Regions from separate parts of the Gossypium hirsutum genome. Here region 2 is linked to region 1. Evidence: chromatin contacts called from public Hi-C data. All regions are on one chromosome and are shown on one strand. The core of a region is the stretch at or near the end of the contact, and the rest is flanking DNA. Distances in the headings are between cores, read along the strand shown.

Region 1 (3,942 bases), core at 475-2,974:
TGTGCATGAAGGAATTAACCATAAGAATATTCTTGAAAGCCCTGGCTTTATCTCCAGGCAGTGAATTGATTTACCAAATGATGGGAATCAAGGGAAATGCAAGACTAAATAATAGTCAGGGCAGTTGAAAAACTCAATTGTAAACACTGATGGGTCAATGTCTTAAATAAACTTTGAGCTTCTTTTGAATACCCATTCTGGCTGTAGCTAGAGATTATAACATTCCATGAGACTCTCTTTTGGGGATAGCATTAAATGAAAGCTTCGCCTTGACTATACAATTACATTTTGGGGATAGCATTCAAAGAGGTGTTAAGAGATAAAATTCTAAAAATTTCTGGTTCACCTCAAACTCAAAAAATACCTTACATTTTCTTACTGTTCTTTCACTTTCTAATCAACCAAATAGAAATTAAAGTTTCGATCACATGATTCAAACACCCAATTCCTAAATAAAACAAATTCAAGTAAAATGACAGTTTTAGTGATAATTAACAAAAACAACAATTATAAAATCTAAAATTGAGACAAATCAATACCAACATATGTTTCCAGTAAAAAAAAATACCCACCCCCAAGCTCTCAAGAACAACAACAAAGGGAAATAAAAAAATCATTATTCTCCCTTTCTCTGTTCATTGTCATCCGCTAGTCTTATTGTTCACTTATCTTTCAATCTCTCTTTTATCTAATGGCAAAAACCCAGAATGATAATCAACCCGCTATATAAAATGTAAAACCCCCATTGACAGAGAGAAAATATTTGACATACAAGAAGCTAGTCACTCCCCATTGCATATATATTGACAGAAATTTCAAAAGGGTTACATTTCACAATTTTACTTCAATTTTGCTTTTTTTCCTAATAAACAAATAAAAGTTGTTATGAATGAAAATGGGAACAAACCAGATTCTATAATCCCTCCATTTTTTTGTTCAGCCTGTAATCCTTCTATTACTGATGTTGGGAAAGAATGAAGCCCTAAATCCTTTTTTTCCTAACAATGAGGAGACGATGAAGATAGAAAAAATCGGGAAATTCACCAAAAACTTAAATCTTTTTCTTCTAATAGTGAAGACACGATGAGAGAAAGAAAAATTCAGGAAAAAGAATCTTGAAGAAATTGAATCTGACGGAAAAAAAAACTAGGAGAAATTGAAATGGACATGAAAATAAAACCTTGAAGAAATTGAATCTTACTTGGAAATTTTTTAATCTTTTAAATTTGAGTTGGAAAAAATTGTTGATTGGCGTAAAATAATTGAATATAACCTTATATGAGGTGGTGGGAATGGTAAAATAATTGGATAGAACTATATATGAGGTAGTAGAAATGATTCATGGAATAATTTATCTATTAATAAGTATAATTTTATTTTATAAAATTATTTTGTTTAAAATATTTGATCATTACAAGGAATTTCAAATGAAAAAAACCACAAAATTTCAAAAGAGATTTCATTTAGAAGAAATAAAATATGTTAATTTATAAGTTTTTAAATTAAAATATTAATCTCATTAATTTTTATTTAATTAATTTATAGTTTAAATTTTTTTAAAATAAATTATTTTAATTTAAAAGAAAAGAATAAAAAGATATAAAATATTTTTTTACAAATTATAGGAATTAAATAGATAATGAAAAAATATATAAATTATTTTAAAAATTATAGTAAAATTTTTCTCTTGACATATTAAAGTTACTGAAATACCCTTAGACTCCGGGCTGGGAGGTCCCTCGTCGTCTATCTTAAATCACAAATCCAATCGACAAACTTAAAACCCTAACTGATGAAAATAAGAAAACAAAAGACCCTTTCATTTCTAAACACAAATTCTGGCTTTCTTTTGGTTTTTTTTTCTCTGGTCAATTTTAGTTTTTCCTTAAGTTTCTTTGACAGCAGTGATTGGAAATTGCTGTTAGGCTGATGCAAATGCGTATGATTTGTTCAGTTAAAAGGAATCATGTCTTTCGATGTCAGTAGAAAAGAGGCCCAGCAGCCTGCGCCACCGACCACTGGTCACAATGGCAATGTCGTGGCGGTATTGCCTAGCATGTCGACGGTTACGGCGAACCGGTTACGGCTGAATCCTAACACGGAGCACAAGCCGGAGAGCTACGAGGGTTTGCAGTTGGAGTTCAGTCCGCTTCTGTTCAGCTCCCTGGAACGTTACTTGCCTCCTCCCATGCTCTCACTCCCTCGCGATTCCAAGCTCCATTACATGCGCGATATTATCCTTCGTTACTCTCCTGATGGCGAACGTATTCGCGTAAGCTTCTTCGTTTATCGCCTTTATTTTTGCTTTTATTGTATGTTTGGATATCAGGGTCGAAAGTTTCTTTCATTTAAAATGTAACCTATTGATTGCCGATGAAATGATAATGTTAACTTTTACAAAAATATTGTTATGCCAATATTCCAGTTAAGCATCTGAATTTATGTTCATTAAGGTGAAAATCAGTTGAATTTTTCATAATGCAAAATCAGTAATATAAATGTATTATTTTCAAAAGCTTTTTTTGCTGGAAACTGAGAATGATTGGTCCCTCTTTCAATTCATTTTTGATTCATTGAGAAAAAAATGGACATATACTGGAAAATGCAGAAATAAGAAGGGATATTTATTTATTTCTTGTTTTGAATTTCTGAGCTGCCGAATGTTGTTTGGATCGGGACAAATTGATATATTGATTGATCTGCAGAGCGATTTTATCTATCCTATTGTCGTTGATCTATATGCTTGTATACTTTTTCAGTAATTTCCTGCAATGTTATGCATTTTATGTTGGTCAAAATTTTCTCATTACTGCTTTTTGTTTAGCCTTTAGTTGAAGCTAGCTAACTGGTGTGCGGAAATCAATCTCTATTGATTTTCGTTTTCCATTTATCCATACCTTCTTTTTTACTATTTAAAGTTTTTTGTGAACAGGTTCAAAGGCATCGAGAATACAGACAGAAGATTATATCGCACTATCAGGTGCATAGTATAATTGTTGTTTGACTAGGATTATTTATACTCAAGGTGGTCTGTAATGATTAATTTCTGCCTGCAAAAACTCCAAACTATACTGATTTTTGCTATATATGATGATTGACCCTTTATGTGCCATGGTTAAACTACTTAGAATTTCATTGTAATGTGAATCTTTGTGAGGTTTTATATTTTCTTCTGGTTATGTCATCTCTTCGTTTTGCAGCCTCTGCATAGAGAATTGTATACGATGCATGCCTCAAACTTCTTTGCCCCTTCATTTCTCAAAGCAATTAATGAGAATAAAGAGGAAGGTTTTAGAAGTATAATGGCTGAACCTACACTAGGGGTTTTTACTTTTGAAATGTTTCAGCCTCGTTTCTGTGAATTGTTGTTATCTGAGGTATTGTCATTGCTTTCTCTCTCTCTCTCTCTCTCTCTGTTTTTTATTTTACTTTATTTCTTGTTTTTTAGTTTTTACATTTTTCTTATCAGGTTCTGATTGCTTAGGTAGAAAACTTTGAAAAGTGGGTCCATGAGACAAAATTCAGAATCATGCGACCAAACACGATGAACAAATTTGGTGCCGTTTTAGATGACTTTGGCCTGGAGACCATGCTTGGCAAGTTGATGGAGGACTTTATCCGGCCTATATCCAAAGGTATTTAGTTTTTCTTCCATGATGAGACTGTAAATGCTTGCTAACATATATTTAGATTTAAAGCTTAGACCATAATTTGTTTTATATGTATCATTGGAAATGGTTTGCAGTTTTCTTTTCTGATGTGGGTGGATCTACATTGGATTCTCATCATGGTTTTGTTGTTGAATATGGAATTGACAGGGACGTTGAGCTTGGTACGTTCTGAGTTCTGTTTTCTCTTTTTAATTAAACCATTCCATTGGTTCTTGGAAATGGTTTGCACTATTCTTAGGAACTTAAATCTTTAGCTATTGGTAGATGGAAA
Region 2 (3,986 bases), core at 677-3,176, 100 kb after region 1:
AATTTGAATGAAGAGCAACTTGAACCTACTAAAATTATGGTGGACAACCAATCAGCAGTTGCCATAGCCAAGACTCCTGTTTTTCATGGCAAAACCAAACATTTTAAGCTTAAGTTTCATTTTGTTCAAGAAGCTGTACAATCCAAAGAAGTATGTCTTATACATTGTAGCTCACAAAACCAATTGGCTGACATTTTGACAAAGCCTCTTGTCACAACCAAGTTTGAATTCTTAAGAGATTCGATTGGTGTTTGTTGCCTACAGTCCAGGGAGGAGTGTTGAGCGTGGACTGCAATGCAACAAGTAACCATGAAGCAGTAGCAACAGCAGACCAGCATTGGAGCAGAACCAGAAGCTGCTTGTTTCATTTTGTTCATTTTTTTTGTAATGTTATCAAGTTAGTATGTATCTTGATTTCTAAAGTTAGTAGGATTTTGATTTGAAACTAATGGATGTAATAGCTGAATTTTTCAGCTTTTTACATGTATTATTTTAGTTAGCAACTTGCCAAATTGATGGGAGCAGTTACAAGTTTAGGTAACTGTCAAGTTATTTTGTAACACTTTATACTTTAAATGAGAATCAAAGTAAATGACTTCCATTCGGTTACTTCTTCTTTGTTCTTGTTTTTCAATTTTTTGCTTTGCTTTGCTGTTTGTGCTTATGCTCATAGTTGCTGCTGCCATTGTTCCAACATTAAATCTATTATTTTTATAGATGATTTTATCTATTTCTATTCAAATGTCCTAAATGGAAGCTTGTTTGTTTATTATTGCTATATAAGGGATTGAAATGCTAAAATTCAACACAAAAAATCAAATTTGTTATTCTCAGAAAGGGATAGGAACAAGTAAATTTACGGTTTATACGGTCCTTTTTGTTGCTATGTATACATGAATCAAAGAATTTCTGAATTTCTAGACAAAGATACAAAAAAATATGCAATGCAAGTACTTAGTAAGTACCCATCTTCGAACTTTATCAAGGATCTAGTTCAGAAATGGAAGCTTCATTGACTGAGACTTGAACGGTTTCTCGTTTAGATTGATTGGAGAGTGAGGATGACTAAGACTTCGTTTCTGTCTCCATGGTGGATTGCATTGAAAATGCAGATCTCGATGGCACTGGAAGAGACATGGAATAGCTACCTAGCATGAGAACCACAGAGGCCATGGTTGGTCTGTAAGCAATATTGTCTTGAACACAAAGCAACCCAAGATGGATACATCTCATTATTTCAATTCTGGAGCAATCCCTCAGGATTGGATCTACTACTTCTAAAGCAGTTCCTTCACTCCAGTTTCTCCATGCCTGCAAAAGTCGAGGAATATGAACTTACATTGTGTTTTAGCAAATTCTAATCCAGTAATACCATAACCACAATATGCAGCTTACATGGGTTAGCAGAGAGTCTCCCACTTCTTGGTTGGAGAAGCTACTGATTTTTTTACCACTAATGATTTCCAAAACCAACACTCCAAAGCTGTAAACATCGGATTTAACTGAATATTGTCCATGCCATGCATACTCAGGAGCCATGTATCCACTACGGACAAATAAATCTTAATGAATGAATTTAAATGGTAGCTAATCCCCTAGAAGAAGTGCTAATGCTTAGGATCTTTGAGTTTTAGATATCACAAAGTTAACAAATAACATGTAGGAACAGATCCTTCTAAATGCTTACTAGGTCCCAATGACTTTGCTTGTGTCAGCTCGAGTTTGATCAACCATAAACAATTTCGCCAATCCAAAATCTGAGATTTTAGGATTCATCTCTTCATCTAACAATATGTTGGCTGTTTTTAAGTCGCGATGGATGATTCAGTATTGAGAATCTTCATGAAGATAAAGAAGTCCCTTAGCTATTCCCTTTATAATTTTGTACCTCTTCGTCCAACTTAGTAGCAAACGCTTTACTGAATCTGCGATTAATCATGAATTTAATAGTCATAACCAGAGATTATCAACTTTTCACCTCTATAACAGACTTGAATTGCATTCTACTACCAAATATAAATTAGAGGAGTAAACCATACCGAATATAAAGTTGTCAAGGCTTGAGTTAGGCAGAAAATCATATATGAGAACCCTTTCTTTTTGTTCCAAGCTAAAACCAAGAAGCCTAACCAAATTCCTGTGTTGTAGCTTCGCCAATAACATCACTTCATACTTGAATTCTTGTTGTCCTTGTCCCGAATTTTCAGCCAACCTCTTTATAGCTACTTGCCGCCCATCCTCAAGCTTACCCTGATAGTATTTGTAACAAACAATGATAGAAAACACCAATTTTTATTTCCTATTATTTCTTGGAAGCCATCAAACTAGAGGCTTCACTTTTATATATTTAATCAAATTTCCAAAATTACCTTATAAACAGGACCAAATCCACCTCGTCCGAGAATGTTTGCATCCGAGAAGTCTTCTGTTGCAACTCTTACTGCATCAAAGTCAAATTGCAACGATTCTACACTGGTCTTGGCATCTGCAGGTTAACAAAGAATGAATTAAGGCTTGTGGTTAACGGCCGGGAGGTCTCATGCCAAAAGAAAAAAGTTATAACAAATGAAAACAAGAGGAAAGCACTTGCAACTTTTTTGCTAATTTTTATTTTCTAAAGTATAAAACCATGCTTAAACATTGGAAGAAGTACATCAAAAAAGTTAAAATGACTAGAATACCCCTAGCAGAAATTTGTTTAGATAAATGATTATTGTTATTGTTATTAAATTTTAATAAGATTATTAATATCAGTAATAAATAATTTAATCATATTTTAACATAATTATTATTAAAATATAATTTAATAAAATTATTAATATTAAATATTCTTAATATTAAATTACTAAAATCATAATATATAATACTATAAAATATAATTTAACATAATTATTATTAAATATAATTTAATAAAAATATATAATTTAATAAAAAATTTAATATTAAATATTTTCTTATATGAATTTACTAAAATCATAATATATAATACTATAAAATATAATTTAAAATAATTATTATTAAATATAATTTAATAAAAATATATAATTTAATCTAAAGTTTGAATGTGTATTTACCTAGCAAAAATCAATGAACTCTTGTGTAACTATAACCTTAATAATATATGATGTATAATTAATATTTCGTGACTAATTAATAGCATAGAGATAAATATAGTAATAACGAATTTATAGTATACGATTAAAATGCTAAAAATTTATAGTATACAATTAAAATATTATAAATAAAATAATAGTAAAATATATAAGATAAATTAACATATAAATAATTCAGATATGTAAAGGATATGACTGAATATGGTTGCTCCAATAATAAAGGATATATAATATATCATGGTGTTGTTTTGTTTAGATAGTTCGGTAACTTAGGAGGGTATGTATGAAGAACACAAGTTGATGCAGATAGAAAGACGACAATATTTCATGATTACAATAAGATATAGTATATATATAATTTATGGATTCCTTGCAATCACGTGGCTTCTCTAGCCATTTTATTTAGCATATCCAGTGATATTAAGATCCAGAATTATAATACAACTAAAATCTGTGCACACTTATGGATGATCTAGCAAAGCCTCAGTTGGCTTTAGGTTCCAAATCTTACAACCCACAAACCATATTTGCTGGCACTGCAACATCAATCATCTTAGGATATGCCAAGTTAAGATCTGTTGCACCAACAAAAACAGAGGAGAAATTAGAACAGGCGATCCGAAAAAACCTAAGGATGCTTTTTCTTTTCTTTTTTTTATAATCTTTATAGACTGGATATATTGAGCATCAACTTACTTTCCATGATGTTTTTGAAAGTCTCCTGCAAAAAGGGTATTCAACAAATAATATAATCAGACATATTGATAGGACAAATTGAAACTAGTATTCTATGATCATAATAAAGAGTAATCTTCAATCAAATGCGTGAAGGTATTGAGATGTCATGCTTTTTAATGATTTCTTGTTTTACCA

What was found. Hi-C and Micro-C count contacts between places; a contact is called where the count stands out from the background.
Region 2: a contact with region 1 is called in a Hi-C map of leaf, with 2.5 times the contacts expected there. The contact joins the enhancer-like site here to the promoter of LOC121218291 in region 1. A contact is called at or near these places in 6 of 34 Hi-C or Micro-C datasets (leaf and seedling).

Annotation. Positions count from the first base shown.
Region 1 is chrD06:41,402,604-41,406,545 of Gossypium_hirsutum_v2.1, forward strand. It overlaps LOC121218291 (2-oxoglutarate and iron-dependent oxygenase domain-containing protein CP2), which reads left to right and starts at 1,725. Exons shown (of 9, transcript XM_041095308.1): 1 at 1,725-2,272; 2 at 2,933-2,980; 3 at 3,201-3,377; 4 at 3,485-3,635; 5 at 3,746-3,832. The coding sequence starts at 1,967.
Region 2 is chrD06:41,506,690-41,510,675 of Gossypium_hirsutum_v2.1, forward strand. It overlaps the pseudogene LOC107963217. Among protein-coding and RNA genes, the nearest start is that of LOC107914330, 4.4 kb to the right of the region's middle. Within about 2 kb of position 1,927, at least 1 of the 9 cell types and tissues checked has an H3K27ac peak or open chromatin away from gene starts, as enhancers often do.